Linked DNA regions of Mus musculus: region 1 is linked to region 2. A link is a contact called in public Hi-C data. All regions are on one chromosome and are shown on one strand. Each heading gives the region's core, a stretch centred on a gene start, on an enhancer-like site or on the middle of the called end of the contact. The rest is flanking DNA. Distances are from core to core; before and after follow the strand shown.

Region 1 (6,732 bases), core at 3,762-6,261, 38 kb after region 2:
GGTCTAGTTAACAGCACTTAACATATCTGCAAAGTCAGAAGGTAGACAATACAAGCTTAATAATAGCAGAAAGTCAGGGTCAGTAACAAAACTAGAGCCAGAGATGAGCATACACATACATGTGGGGGCCCATGATAACCCAGAGAATTACCTAATATCATCAGATGGTCTTTATTCACCTGCCATTTTCTTATATGTGTGTGTGTATATATGTGTATGTGTGTATAATATGTTCAGCAGTGCTCTTAACTGCTGAGCCATCTCTCCAGCCCAAAATACTTCTTAATAAAGGCTGCACCTTTAACTTTCACTTGCAAGAGACAATGAACTGAGAGCCACTACCTCAGACTAATCTTTAGTGATTCTGAGTGTCCAGCATCTTAGGACCTGGGTAAATTCTAACTGAGTATAAAAGATAGACCCACCCCCAAAAAACTCTGTAGCAATAGTAGTAAGAATAGATTTTATTACTTTAAAGTTGTATGCATCCTCATAATCAACACCATTGGTATGCGATTGGGCTGACCTATATTCTTATACCAGTCAATCAGGTTACCATAACAAAATGTCAGAGATTGGGTGGCTAAACCAACCGATATTTCTTTCTCATAATTCTAGAGACTGGTTTCTGGTGAAAGTTTGCTTCTAGGATCAGTGCTATTACTCTGTTATCTTACTGGACTGGGATTCCACCCTTGAAGACTTACCTAACTTTAGTGATTCTCCCTAAAGGTTTACTCTGAATGTAGTTGCTTTGAGGGGAGAAGTTTCAACATTACAAATTCAGATCATAACACCTCTCATTCTGACAAACATATCCATTTGAAGAGAGGAACGTGCTAGGTGTTTGCATTCTTACTCATGGTGATTCACCTTCTTGCAGCTTGGTAAACTTCTAGTGAATTCGTGGTTTAATATTCTAGCAGTCCTATGGTTAGTCTGAACCCACCCACTCAGGACCCTTCACTGGTGTCAAAAAACATTTGACTTTAGGCAGAAGTAGCAGGCTCAGCTTCCACAGCAGGTTACAAACAGGAATGTGGCCACCAAGGAACCCTACCAGGTCACGCCCACCACACAGGGCCCATCACACTTTCTCAGTTCTGGCACTGGAAACAAAGACTCAAATACAATTTTGTAATATTTTATCTAAAATGTAAGAGGGATAGGAAGGGGTAATGCAGGGTTCATCACAGTGTGTGTGTGTGTGTGTGTGTGTGTGTGTGTGTGTTGGCTAGCTTTTTTGAGCCAGTATAGTTGATTCTCAGGACCTTGGAGCTGGCCACACCTGTTTCCTTTACTTCAGCCCAGGTCCTGACACTGAACACATTTGTTAAAAAGACTATCAAGGTAATAACTACTATCATTTTACCACTCTCAGGCTGTCCAGGGCACAGGCCTGGCCTTCATCGTCTACACTGAGGCCATTAAAAACATGGAAGTTTCCCAGCTCTGGTCAGTGCTCTACTTCTTCATGTTGCTAACACTGGGTATGGGAAGCATGGTGGGGACAGGAACGGCCATCCTCACCCCTCTGACTGACAGCAAGATCATCTCCAGCTACCTGCCCAAGGAGGCCATTTCAGGTCAGGACACACTGCTGAGGAGGGAGGGTATGGGTGGGCAGGGAAATGTAAGGCAATTGGCAGAATGGTTTCCTCAAGAGCCTTGTGCTTCTAAGCCAACTCCAGAAGCAGGCTCTAGGAGTCTGTGTTCCTGTACTGTGTCCTACTCAGCCCTGGAGATGGACTAGAAACACACCCCATCCCAGGGAAGTAGGGTGGTCGGTCAGCCCACCCTTGGGCAAAGGCTAACTCCCCAGCCTGCACTCAGGTTTCCAGGCTTTGAGAGCCCCCATCTGTTTTTGTTTTAATTGAAGGACAACAGTCATAAACTGTCCATTTCCTAAGGTGAGTCCTGTTCCCAGGCCAGGAGCTCCTTCCACATACTCTCCAGGCAACAAGCCCCCAATCAGATCACCCTTTTCTGACTTCTAATGCTACTTGTGTTTGCCTCTGCTCTTGAAAGGTCATTTACAAAGATACTGTAGGCCTGCTGTCAACACTCAAAACCTGTCAGTGAGATAGCTGCACTGTGCAGTTGTCAGTCCCTGGTCTTGTCTGATAAATCATTCATTGTGAGAGCACATACCACTTCCTCATGCATTTTGACTGTGAGGTTGTTAGTAAAGCCTTTCCCATGATGGCTACCATTAACTTCACTCTCATGCACCCATCCAGGGTCATGAGAATTCTGTGGCCAGACACCTCTGCCTCTGATGATTCTGTAACTCCATATCCAAGATGGGTAAAACAAGATGGGTAATCCAGTCTTCATGTTCTGACCACTCACTGAAAGCTACACTCTCTTTACTCAGACTCTCCTAGCACTTGGCATCCTTCCCGGGACTGGGTCTCTGCAGCCCAGTTGTATATACTGTCCCTAGTTCCTTTTTCCATGAACTGACATCCCCTAAAGAGCAGCTCCTATAGCTCATGTCAGTGAACCTACCCTTTAAAGTACACCTAGGGACCTGTAGCTCCTGCTGGCAAATAATGTGAGATGAGAGTAGGGAGACTCGGAGAGATGAGCAGTGATCTTGTCTTCCAGGTTTGGTATGCCTCCTCAACTGTGCCATTGGCATGGTGTTCACCATGGAGGCTGGGAACTACTGGTTTGACCTATTCAATGACTATACAGCCACGCTGTCTCTGCTGCTCATTGTGCTGGTAGAGACCATAGCTGTGTGCTATGTGTATGGGCTAAAGAGGTAAGGCGACCTCAGACCCTGCCTTCTACATGGGGTAGCTAAGCTGCAGGGCCACACTTATAAGAAAACCATCCTTCCTCAATAGGCATGTCCCTTTTAGATGCCTCTTTGCCTTCAGATCTCATTCATCTCTTGCTTCCTCAGTTGGCCTGCATCCAACAGCCTCTTTCTATTTCCTGTTCTACACTTTTTATCATGGCATGCTTTCTGATCAGGGACTCAGCCTCCAGGCTTAGATACTTTGATCATTGGGGATTTTCAAGAACCCTGTCCAACACTGGGATGTTTTTAGTCTTCCAAGTGATGAAGTATGCATCGGAGCCAAAAATGTCACATAGAGCTTTCAAACTGGTGGCCAATGAAATGAAGATTACAGGACCTCCTTCATTAGGGGTCTGGCTAAAGTCTGGGAGAAAGTGCAATAATTGATATGTCTAGCACTTTCCTTGGTCTTCCGGGGACCACATGCTGAGAACCACTAGTCTAGGATCTTGTTCTTTTAGTCATCCTGTGAGGAGGGGAAGAGAGAGCCCTTCACAACCTCTTCTCTACTGCTCCACTCTACTTGCTCTTCCAAACACAAAGTGCCTGTTCTGAGGCCATCTCAAGGAGGAGTAGAGAATACTTGGACTCATCATCACTAATGGACAGAGTGGGTGGGTGGGCAGAGTGGCAATGTCATCCTTGCCCTGTGGACTGAGGAAACTGGCATCCCCCTCCACCATGCACCCTGGCTCCATCTTCTCCAGGAATTACCCTCAGGTCCACATCAGGAGCCTTCCTATGAAGGCCAACACTGGGGAGATGCCCCATGATCCCTTCCTTCTTGGTCATTCTCCCCTTAGGCAGCATCAGCCCTTTTCTCTTTTCCACAACACCTCCCCCAGGAAAGGAAGGGATCAGACAGGTTCAGGGTCACACTCAAAGATCACTGGTAACCAGAATAGCATCTTCCTAAGTGCAGAGGGTATGGATCCGGAGCCCCTCCCTCCAGGCTCTCCCCCTGTGGTCCAAACAGATTTGAAAGTGACCTTCGGGCCATGACTGGCCGCACCCTCAGCTGGTACTGGAAGGTCATGTGGGCGTTTGTGAGTCCACTGCTCATCGTCGGCCTCTTTATCTTCTACCTGAGTGACTACATCCTCACGGGAACGCTGCAGTACCAAGCCTGGGATGCTACTCAGGTATGTGATGTCCCTGCAGGGCTGAGGAACAGAGCAGAGCCAACAGTGTCACTCCAGAACACAGCCCTTCAGTGTCTGACACAGGAACCATTGCTGTGCTGTGTGTGTGTGTGTGGGGGGGGGGGGAATTACAGGTGACAGATAGCATGGGAGCTTCATCAACATGTTACAGATGCTCAATCTACTACAGCAGAACTGGGCTCTGAGTTTTCAACCACAATGTGTGAAGACCATAAAAGTCACCTCCACAGCATCCCAGTGGAACTTCCCCTAGACAATGAGGACATCCCTGTATGAGTAATGGTTCTTCCTTTGTAAGAGCTTCACCTAAGAGCTTTACATGTGGAAATAGTGCTCTCTATGGGTAAAAGAGAAAAGGTGGGAGTGTTTTTTGTGCATGCTTGCTGTAAAATTAATGTAGGGGGGGTGTAAGGGGTGTGTGTATGGCTGACCTACAGGTCCATTCCTTCCCATGTTACTTTTATTATTGCACTGACCAAAATCCTGACATCATAAATGCAGAGAAAAAATCTTGAGTCATAGTTTAGAAAGGTCAATCCACGATATCTTGGCCTTATTGGTTGGGCAGAGTGTCATGCCAACAAGAGCGTGAAGCAGCCTTTTTCTTCACTTCCTGATAGAAAACAGGGGAAGCCTCCAGACACCAGATAACCCAAGAATCAGTCCCCAGTAACATGCTTCCCCAGATAGAGCTTACTTCCTATCATTTCCAGAACCTTCCAAAGTGGAAGCTAGCAGCTGGAGAAAAAGCACCTGAGTCTGGAGGGAAGCGTTTCATATTCAAACCTAAACACCGACTCCCACCATTTCTCTTCCTTGTCTGGAACAGAGGCTGGAGTTGCCTCAGCTAGTGAAGGCTTCTCCTGTCTTTTTTTGCAGGGCCACGTGGTGACTAAGGATTATCCTACATACGCACTAGCTGTCATTGGGCTTCTGGTAGCCTCCTCCACCATGTGCATCCCTCTGGTAGCCCTGGGGACTTTTGTCACACGCCACTTCAAGATCAGAGAACAGTTTTCTGCAGCCTGAGAACTGGAGGTCCCACAGACTTCCTGTCAGTCACTGTTTCACAGCCACTCCCTATATATCCAGCAGTGGGAGGTCTACAGCTGCTTTTTAAAGCCACAAGTATTTTCTGCTTCCTGAATCTGCAAGGAAAATTAAATTCTCTGTATTAAATTGTAGGCTGACAGAAACCTAACTCTGACCATAAATGCTGAGGCTTTTACCCTTTTGTTTTTGTTTTCAAGACAGGGTTTCTCTGTGTAGCCCTGGCTGTCCTGGAACTCACTCTGTAGATCAGACTGACGTTGAACTCAGATCTACGTGCATCCCAAGTGCTGGGAATAAAGGTGTGCACCACCACTTCCCAACAGCTTTTATTCCTCCTCTTCCATGACGTATACTTTTGTTGTTAAAATTTATACCATTTGTATTATATAGCTCATAATAGATATAATTTTTGATCATTTTGATCTTTAGCTCTCATTCTTTACACACCACTACTACAGTCATGATATGCTAGACCACAAATTTACCTCTAACATTGCTTTTTTTGGTTGAGGTAGAGTCTTGGTATATATGGACCTCAGGTTGGTCTGGACCTATGCATTCCAGGTTAGGCTAGAATCTGTGATCTTCTAGCCATAGCCTCCCCATACTAGCACAACAGGTCATGTGCCACCAGGCCAGGTATATACGTTTTAGAACATTAATTATCCTTTTGTTTTTGTTTAAACCATTCCTTTGCAGAGGGGGTGGGTAAATGGGGAGGGAGCAGCCGATGCCAGCCTGGGTTCAAACACTCTCTTACTTCACCCATCCAGTATTTCTTGAAGCATATTGTATTCTTGACTGACAGGTTTCTTTCTTTTAGTAGTCTGAATGTACAGATAAATCCATTTTTTACAATCTAATGGATATTCCTTTATATGTGACTAGACTCTTGCTAATAGAGAAGGGGAAAATGAGCTGTAGACCAAACAATACAAAATAGAGATGTGGGGGAAAAACCTGGAGTGCTATATGCAACACAAAACTGTTAGGATTTTTTTTAACTAAATCTGATTTTACTATTAAGAACAACTGTGTGGGATGACGTAGTAATGCCCTGGTATACTACACATTTATTACGTAACTTCTTATAACTATGTTGTGAACCTCAAATACAATACATTTTATTAAAAATTAAGTGTGGAAGCCGGGTGTGGTGGTGCACGCCTTTAATCCCAGCACTCGGGAGGCAGAGGCAGGTGGATTTCTGAGTTCGAGACCAGCCTGGTCTACAAAGTGAGGTCCAGGACAGCCAGGGTTATACAGAGAAACCCTGTCTTGAAAAACAAAAAAAAAAAAAAAAAAAAAAAAAATTAAGTGTGAAGACCTTCCTCCCAGTGCCAGCCCTGAAGATCATGTGTAGCCTTTTTTCCATCAATGGATACCGGCTTTAAAGGTTGAAGATAGTGATTGATTCTCTAAGTCTTAAGACTGGGACTTTGCAATCTGGTTCTTGCTGACAAGATACCCACATGTTACAGAATGGTAGCTGTTAGATCAGTTTAAGTTTTTAGGTCTATGAGGTGATGTGAAGATGCCAGGAGCAAATTCAACCTTACAGTTACCTGTCATACCGGGATCTAGCTGGGACTCTTTGAGCACGCACACACATATTGATGTGTGTGCACAGTTCAACTCTAAATTGAGAATCAGAGTTTTGATTTTCAACTCACACTGCCCTAGACTTGTCCAAAATGAGTACTA
Region 2 (6,477 bases), core at 1,067-3,566:
GCTGTTTACAATCACGAAGACAAGCTACATGTGGCAAAAAAAAAAAAAAAAAAAAAAAAAAACCATGTTTTTTCACAGAGGCATATAAACAAACAAACAAAAATAGCCAGTTGTAATGAATAATCTGAAGTAAAATCACTCCTATTGGCTACACCTGGGAGGGTCATGAACGCACATTCCAAAAACAATTCCGTGTTTTGAAGAAACTGAGGTCACGAGATTCTTGTTTCTTAGAGTTTTCTCACAAGCACTCAGTCAGGACTCTTACTGGGCTCTATTCTTAGGTTGTGCTCCCACAATCCTCCACCCACACTGGGGTTACATACTGCTGTACCCACTATAACTCAAGAGCACTCTGAATTGAAAATGCATGTTACACCTACCTTCCTGAACATCAGTCAGGGCAGCAGCAACTCACGGACAAATGACCGTCAGAGGCCATGCGGCTACCAGGATTCTCCACATCTCCAGAGAGTATCCTGCTTCAGACTGCTTCCTCGAAAAGCATTGAAACTCAACTTATAGTTTCTACAGAATTCATTTTACTTTTATATCATTGTAAAGTCAAAAGATCCTAAGCTGACCCAAGTCAGTCAGGCAGCTGTCTACAACACAGTCAAATGAAATAGCTTTACTTTGGTTTCTGTGGATCTTATGTAGAGCAAGATGTTTCTCGATAATTCTCTTGAGATGGTACTAAGTCATATTTCAGACAAATCCTTTGCTGGTTCTAGGCACAATAGCACAATACATATATTGGAGATAGAGAACAGAGTAATTTAGAAAATTTAATAAAATATAAAATTTAAAAAGAGCCACATGTGGTGGTAATGTGTGCCTGAATTCCCACTATTTGGGAGACTGAGGCTACACCTGTTTCAAAAAACAAAACAAACAACAACAAAACCCCATAAAAATAAACAGGAAGATCATTGTTAAGGTCATTGTTAAAAACATAATTATCCATACAATAGCTATAGAATATACATTCTCATCAGCACATTGAACTTCCTCTGAATAGACCATATCTTACTTAAGGCACAAAACAAATATCAAATAATATAATTGTAATTAGGAGTCAACATGAACCAGGTGTGGTAATATATACCGATAACCCCACCTATTTGAGAGGCTGAAGCAGGAAGACTGAAGACCTAGCCTAAGCAAGTAACTTAGCAAACCTCCATCTCAAAATGGAGGTTGAAGCAATGGCTCCATTAAAACAACAACAACAACCAACAGTTCTCTGGCTGTTCTTGCAGAGAACCTGGGTTCAGTTTCCAAACTGCGGTTCACAACAATCCATATTACCAGTTCCAGATATATGTGCATACACATATTTGTATATATTCATGTATATATGAATGATAGATAGAGGTATAGCTATACACAAGTATGAAGGCAAAACACAAAACAAAAATAACTTAAAAAAAAAAAAAGAAGAAGACGCCTGCAACACCAACAACATCAAAATAAAAATTAAAAAAAGTTCTCAAGGCTTTGCAAGCAGAACCAAGGAGTTTGGACTTTCTCATATGGGGAAACTAGAGACTTTGATAATTAACAGTGCACTCACCAGGATGAGCAAATGATTGAAAATTGCATAACCTTCTTAGTAGAATAAGACTATAGAACCCTGCCCACAGCTGTACCCACTTTCTCTCCTTTGTCCAGAGTTCAAGTGACACAGTTTGATGGTCTTTTGTATCCTGTTTCTGGTAGGTACAGTGAAGTTCCCATCCATACGCAGTCATCCATTAGCCAAGGCAGCTTCCTGGGACCACTCAGGTGGGGTTAAGCTGGACTGAATCATCTGTGCGGGGTATCTGGACACCCCAGAGAACTGAGCTTCGTCCCCTTTGCTTCTTAGATACAGTTATCACTGAGGCCCAAGCGATACGTAAATTACAAATCAGACACAATGCTCAGCTCACTGTCTGATACTTGCTACCCTTTACCTGTCAGTTATGCAACTGAGAATCTCTGTCGTTGTGTGTGTAAGGTGGGAACCCAAGATAATGGCATCCTGTTTCACTTAATGGATTTTATTGGTAGCTCAGGATGCACCATAGTGGGAGTGTTTGTACTAGAAAAATTGATAAGTACATAGATCAGAGTTTTTCTGCAGTCTGTAGCTAAACATTTAGCTAAACATTTTCCAGCTCACCACCAGCCTCCAACAGATACAACCAAATTTGTGAATTGTTTTGCAGACACCCTTAACAGCAAGAGGAGCCCAGAAATCCTGAAGTTTGAGAGACAAAGGACACAGAAAGGAATGTGGCCAAAGGTTAGTGGGAGGATCTAAACTGGCCACCTGTGAGGTTGAGGCAGCGAGGGAAGCACTGGTCAAGAAGGGAACCAACACAGAATTGGGGTCGAAAGCTGATTCCAGAGTCCTGGAAAGAAACAGTAGAAAACACAGGGGTTTGGGGGTGGGGCGCGGAAGAGGGCACAGGTGTTGCTCATTCTACAGTGAGAGTTGTCTCAGAAGATGGAATCACCTTCAGCACATGCGGTCTCCCTGCCAGAGGATGAGGAGCTCCAGCCCTGGGGAGGCGCTGGAGGACCTGGTCAGCACCCAGGAAGACCGAGGTCAACAGAGTGTGCCCACCCTGGGGTTGTGGAGAAGGTGCGGCCAAAGTGGGACAACCCCCTGCAGTTCCTACTTGTCTGTATCTCCTATGCTGTGGGCCTGGGCAATGTATGGCGCTTCCCCTACCTGTGCCAGATGTATGGCGGAGGTGAGTACAATGGGCAGGTGCAGCATGTCTGCCTGACTGAGTGCTTCACATCTCAAACTTTCACCTTCCTGGGATCTGGATGAATTATAGGTCTGCTGGATGTCCTCTCCAAATTGCTGACCCAAGCCCCGCACAGAGGGAAGGTTTGGCCTGTGCATCCGTGGACAGTGCTTTTGTTCTGCTATCTAAAACATCTTCAGCTAATTTGAAGTCATGAAGGTTTTCTCTGTTCCTCTTCTAACTCTTTAACCTCTGGGTTGTTCATGTGGAACTATGATCTACTTCCTTTCTTCCTCTTCTGTGCATGAACTGTGATACCAACTAAGTAAGGCTCTTTTGATTCAGTTGTATTGTTTTGACAAAAGGACTGCAGAGCTTATCTGCTTAAATTGAATTATTGAGGTTTGAAGAAGTGATGGAAATGATTGCCACGCACAGGTAAAGGTGACCACACTGCTACCTTGGTATGAGCTTTGAGTTTTCTTTTGGCCCTAGCTAGCAGATAAGCATCCAGGCTCTGTCACAGAGACAAGATGACCAAGGGCCACACCAGATTTGATGTGGTTACTGCTTGATACTTTGGGTTAAAATTGGACTATCTTATGACCTTTGAGTGTTAGAGCATTAACTCCAAACATCTGTGGAAATATGGCCTCTGCTGTAAAGTGTCTCCAGAGAATAAATCACACAGGCCTCAGCCTCCTTTGACATCAAGTTGGTAAAGGGTAAAAACTCAGCCTTTTCAGAGCAAGGGGATTTTGAGAAGCCTCCTGAATGAGAAGGCGGTGCACGGACCCTGCTTGCACACAAGGACAAGCTGGGGTCAGGCTCTGACCATTAATGTGGGTATGTGCTGTCCCCTGCCAACACTTTCACTCTTCCCTCCTTCATGTGGCCACAGAGCTCTGCATAACCTCCGTGACAGCCGCTCTGGGATCTGTGAGCCACCTGAATTCCATAGCTTGGTTTAAGAAAAGGCACTGGATACAACCCAAAGACCCACACTTGAGTAGATTGACCAACACACTCAGAGCAGAATGCCTTACAAACAGTTTAATACCATGCTACGGTCCCTCTGCAAAGTCAGCTCTGAGATGGCTGCTGCTTGTTTCCTGGAAGATAGTGAGGAGAAATGGGCAGGAGGGCAGGAGGGGTGTGCATGTATCTAAACAGGACCTGTGTGTGTGTGTGTGTGTGTGTGTGTGTGTGTGTGTGTGTGTATCTAAACAGGACCAGTAAGGGAGAGGGAAGGACTCCAGGTTGAGCAAGGATAGACAGCCTTAGGACCATCCCCATCCCAGAGAGACAAAGCTGTCATTCTCCCTTCCCCTGTGGCTTGGTCTTTTGACCCTGGGAACTAAGCCCCCCTACATGACTTACTACATTTCTTGGCATCGCTCGCTCATGATTTGAGAAGACCTCTACTTAGGGTCATGGAGGTAACTCACAATTGTAGAGAAGGACTTGGAAGTGGGTATGACTGTGCAACACTCTGAGTGTCCCTTCCAAATGAAGGAACCCTCTCCAACCACAAGTAGCTGATGAGAAACCTAGGTAGCTCCCACTTCCACTAGGAGTAAGGAGACTAGGGGCCTTGGGCTCTGCTGGTGCAGGGTGATTTGATCGTGTATGGCTACCCATTAGAACTAGGGTAGAGAGTTATGCCACAACTCTTAAGCCAAGAGACACTGGACTCCAAGGAACCAAATGTCTTCCAGAGGAGGAAGGGTGAGAGAGGGTAGATTTTCCAATCCTCTGCTTCCTTACTCCATGCTGGGCTCTTGAGCTATGAATAGATGGAGGTAGGGAAAATTTATTTGCTCAGCTTTTTTCTTTCTTGAGCACATAGGAAACACCTGAACTAGTCTTGGAGTTTCCCAGTGTAGAGAGAAGCTTGCTTTGAGTTTGAGGTGGGAGGTACCTGGAACTTAAGTGGAGCTGGTGAGTGAGGTAGCAGGGCAAGTTCTGTCAGTACATAGGAAATCTTTGTTGGCTGCCAAGGGGCTGTAGCGGTTTGCCCAGAACTCACATAGGTACTGATGGAGTCATGGGACAAATGACCCCATACAGTCTAGCTCAGGCTCCCCCATGTTCCTGGTGTATAACTAAAGCTCTCTGCTGGCCTTGCAAGACACTGGTCTGTGGACATCTCAAAGCTGATGGGTGAGTGATCAGGGAAGAAGGTTGCAAGAACACTTACTTAGCTAAGGGCTGCCGGTGGGGTTGCTGAAATCTTGCTTTAAACATGCATGAGGCCCTGACTTCCACTCCTAGCACAGTAACTGTCAATCCATGGAGCTAAAGGCAACTTAGAAGTTTTCCCAATCCTGAGTCTCTAGCACTATGATTACTAGTTCTGGGATGCTCATGAGAATTTTCAGCAGCCTAGGGCCAGGTGCTAATTTAGCTGCTACCACTGACAGCTGTAGGCAAAGAAGGATCAGCCTGCTTGGGTTGCAGGATGGAGATGAGGGCTTCACTGGGACTTAAAGCTGCTTTTTCTGCCTGGCATCTCCAATTTTTTCAATTTATAGAATATCTTTTTCCCTCCTTGCTGCCTGCTTCCATTTCTGCACCATAGTACCATGGGTACCCCCATTTTTGCCCTCACTTTCCAGTTGCTGTGACATAAACAGAAAATTATTCCATATTCTATAATATGGGTGCATGTAAATTATTTGTCCTGAGTGCTTAGATTGTTTACTTACAGATTATTAATTTGAATGGGGAAAATAGGCCAAAGAGAATACTTACTTCAGGTTATTTTGAATGGCGGATCTTATAAGATTAGGAATTCATTAAGGTCACAAGATATTAAAGAATCAATTGTAAAAGCAAATACTATGCCAGGCATGGTGGTGCACACCTTTAGTCCTAGCACACAGGATGCTCCTCCAACTCAGAAGGCAGAAACAAGTTGGTAATCTTGAGTTTGAGGTCAGTTTGGTCTACAGATCAAATTCCAGGACAGCCAGGGTTACTGAGAGAAACTTTGTCTCAAAAAGAAAACAAAGCAAAAACCAAAAAAGAGAAGTGTTCTGGCTTGTCCTGCAGACGGCAGTCAGCAGGGACTCCCCTAGACTGTGTCCTTACCCTTTTGGATTTCTTTTATCCTCTGGTCTAAAGTAAGGAGCACCTGATTAGATTTTTAAAAGCCTGTAATGAGAGATATCAGATATATAAACCAGAAGAGAAGGAAGTCTCCATGGCTACGAGCAGATCCTGCTGTGGGTTTCAGGGCTACATTGACTGGTTCTTGCTGGATGAAGTTTAAGAGGCTGTTTCGGGCACCCACATTTCCTAGCACTTCATAATTTATTCCAAGTGTTGTCAATAAGGGAAGCACCTTCAGCCACACTCGCAGACGCAACAGAGGGGTGCTTATGTGTAGCAGAGTCCAATCACTGTTGTAGAGTCAGGAGAACAAGAAGGGGTTAAGCTCAGAGGCTCTGAAGGCAGACTACAGTGTTCTGAGCACATAACGGGATTCTCCTAGTTTCTTGGTTGCCATGGTTAACAGGGAGTGAATGTATAGTTCTATTTTTCCACCTTGGATACCATCTTAGCCTGGCCTGGTTGCTATGGTTGGGGGATCTTCAGAGGTTGGAAGGTGTGTTACCCAGTAGCCAAGAATGCCCTTTCAGGGAGATGGGACCTGTGACATGATGTAATGTATGATTTATCAAACTTGCCTGGAGTGTCCTCAGATTTAGTTTTTATGTTTCATAGGCCA

Evidence for each region. A called contact is a pair of places that touch in the nucleus more often than the background predicts.
Region 1: a contact with region 2 is called in a Hi-C map of granulocyte-monocyte progenitors, with 2.3 times the contacts expected there. The contact joins the enhancer-like site here to the promoter of Slc6a20b in region 2. A contact is called at or near these places in 2 of 39 promoter capture datasets (embryonic stem cells and macrophages), 1 of 15 datasets of contacts at CTCF or cohesin (CD8 T cells), 28 of 484 Hi-C or Micro-C datasets (the G1E-ER4 cell line, LSK cells, brain and 11 more), 5 of 115 datasets of contacts at active chromatin or transcription factors (CD8 T cells, the HPC-7 cell line and embryonic stem cells) and 3 of 9 other capture datasets (adipose tissue, liver and pancreatic islet).

What each region holds. Positions count from the first base shown.
Region 1 is chr9:123,593,265-123,599,996 of GRCm38.p6, reverse strand. Slc6a20b (solute carrier family 6 (neurotransmitter transporter), member 20B) reads left to right here. Exons shown (of 11, transcript NM_011731.4): 8 at 1,382-1,586; 9 at 2,611-2,770; 10 at 3,789-3,954; 11 at 4,855-6,174. The coding sequence ends at 5,004. Among named protein-coding and RNA genes, the nearest start is that of Slc6a20b, 36 kb to the left of the region's middle. Within about 2 kb of position 5,011, at least 13 of the 459 cell types and tissues checked have an H3K27ac peak or open chromatin away from gene starts, as enhancers often do. A contact at or near this core is called in LSK cells and granulocyte-monocyte progenitors, where this site is marked.
Region 2 is chr9:123,628,377-123,634,853 of GRCm38.p6, reverse strand. Slc6a20b (solute carrier family 6 (neurotransmitter transporter), member 20B) reads left to right here and starts at 2,316. Exons shown (of 11, transcript NM_011731.4): 1 at 2,316-2,744. The coding sequence starts at 2,495.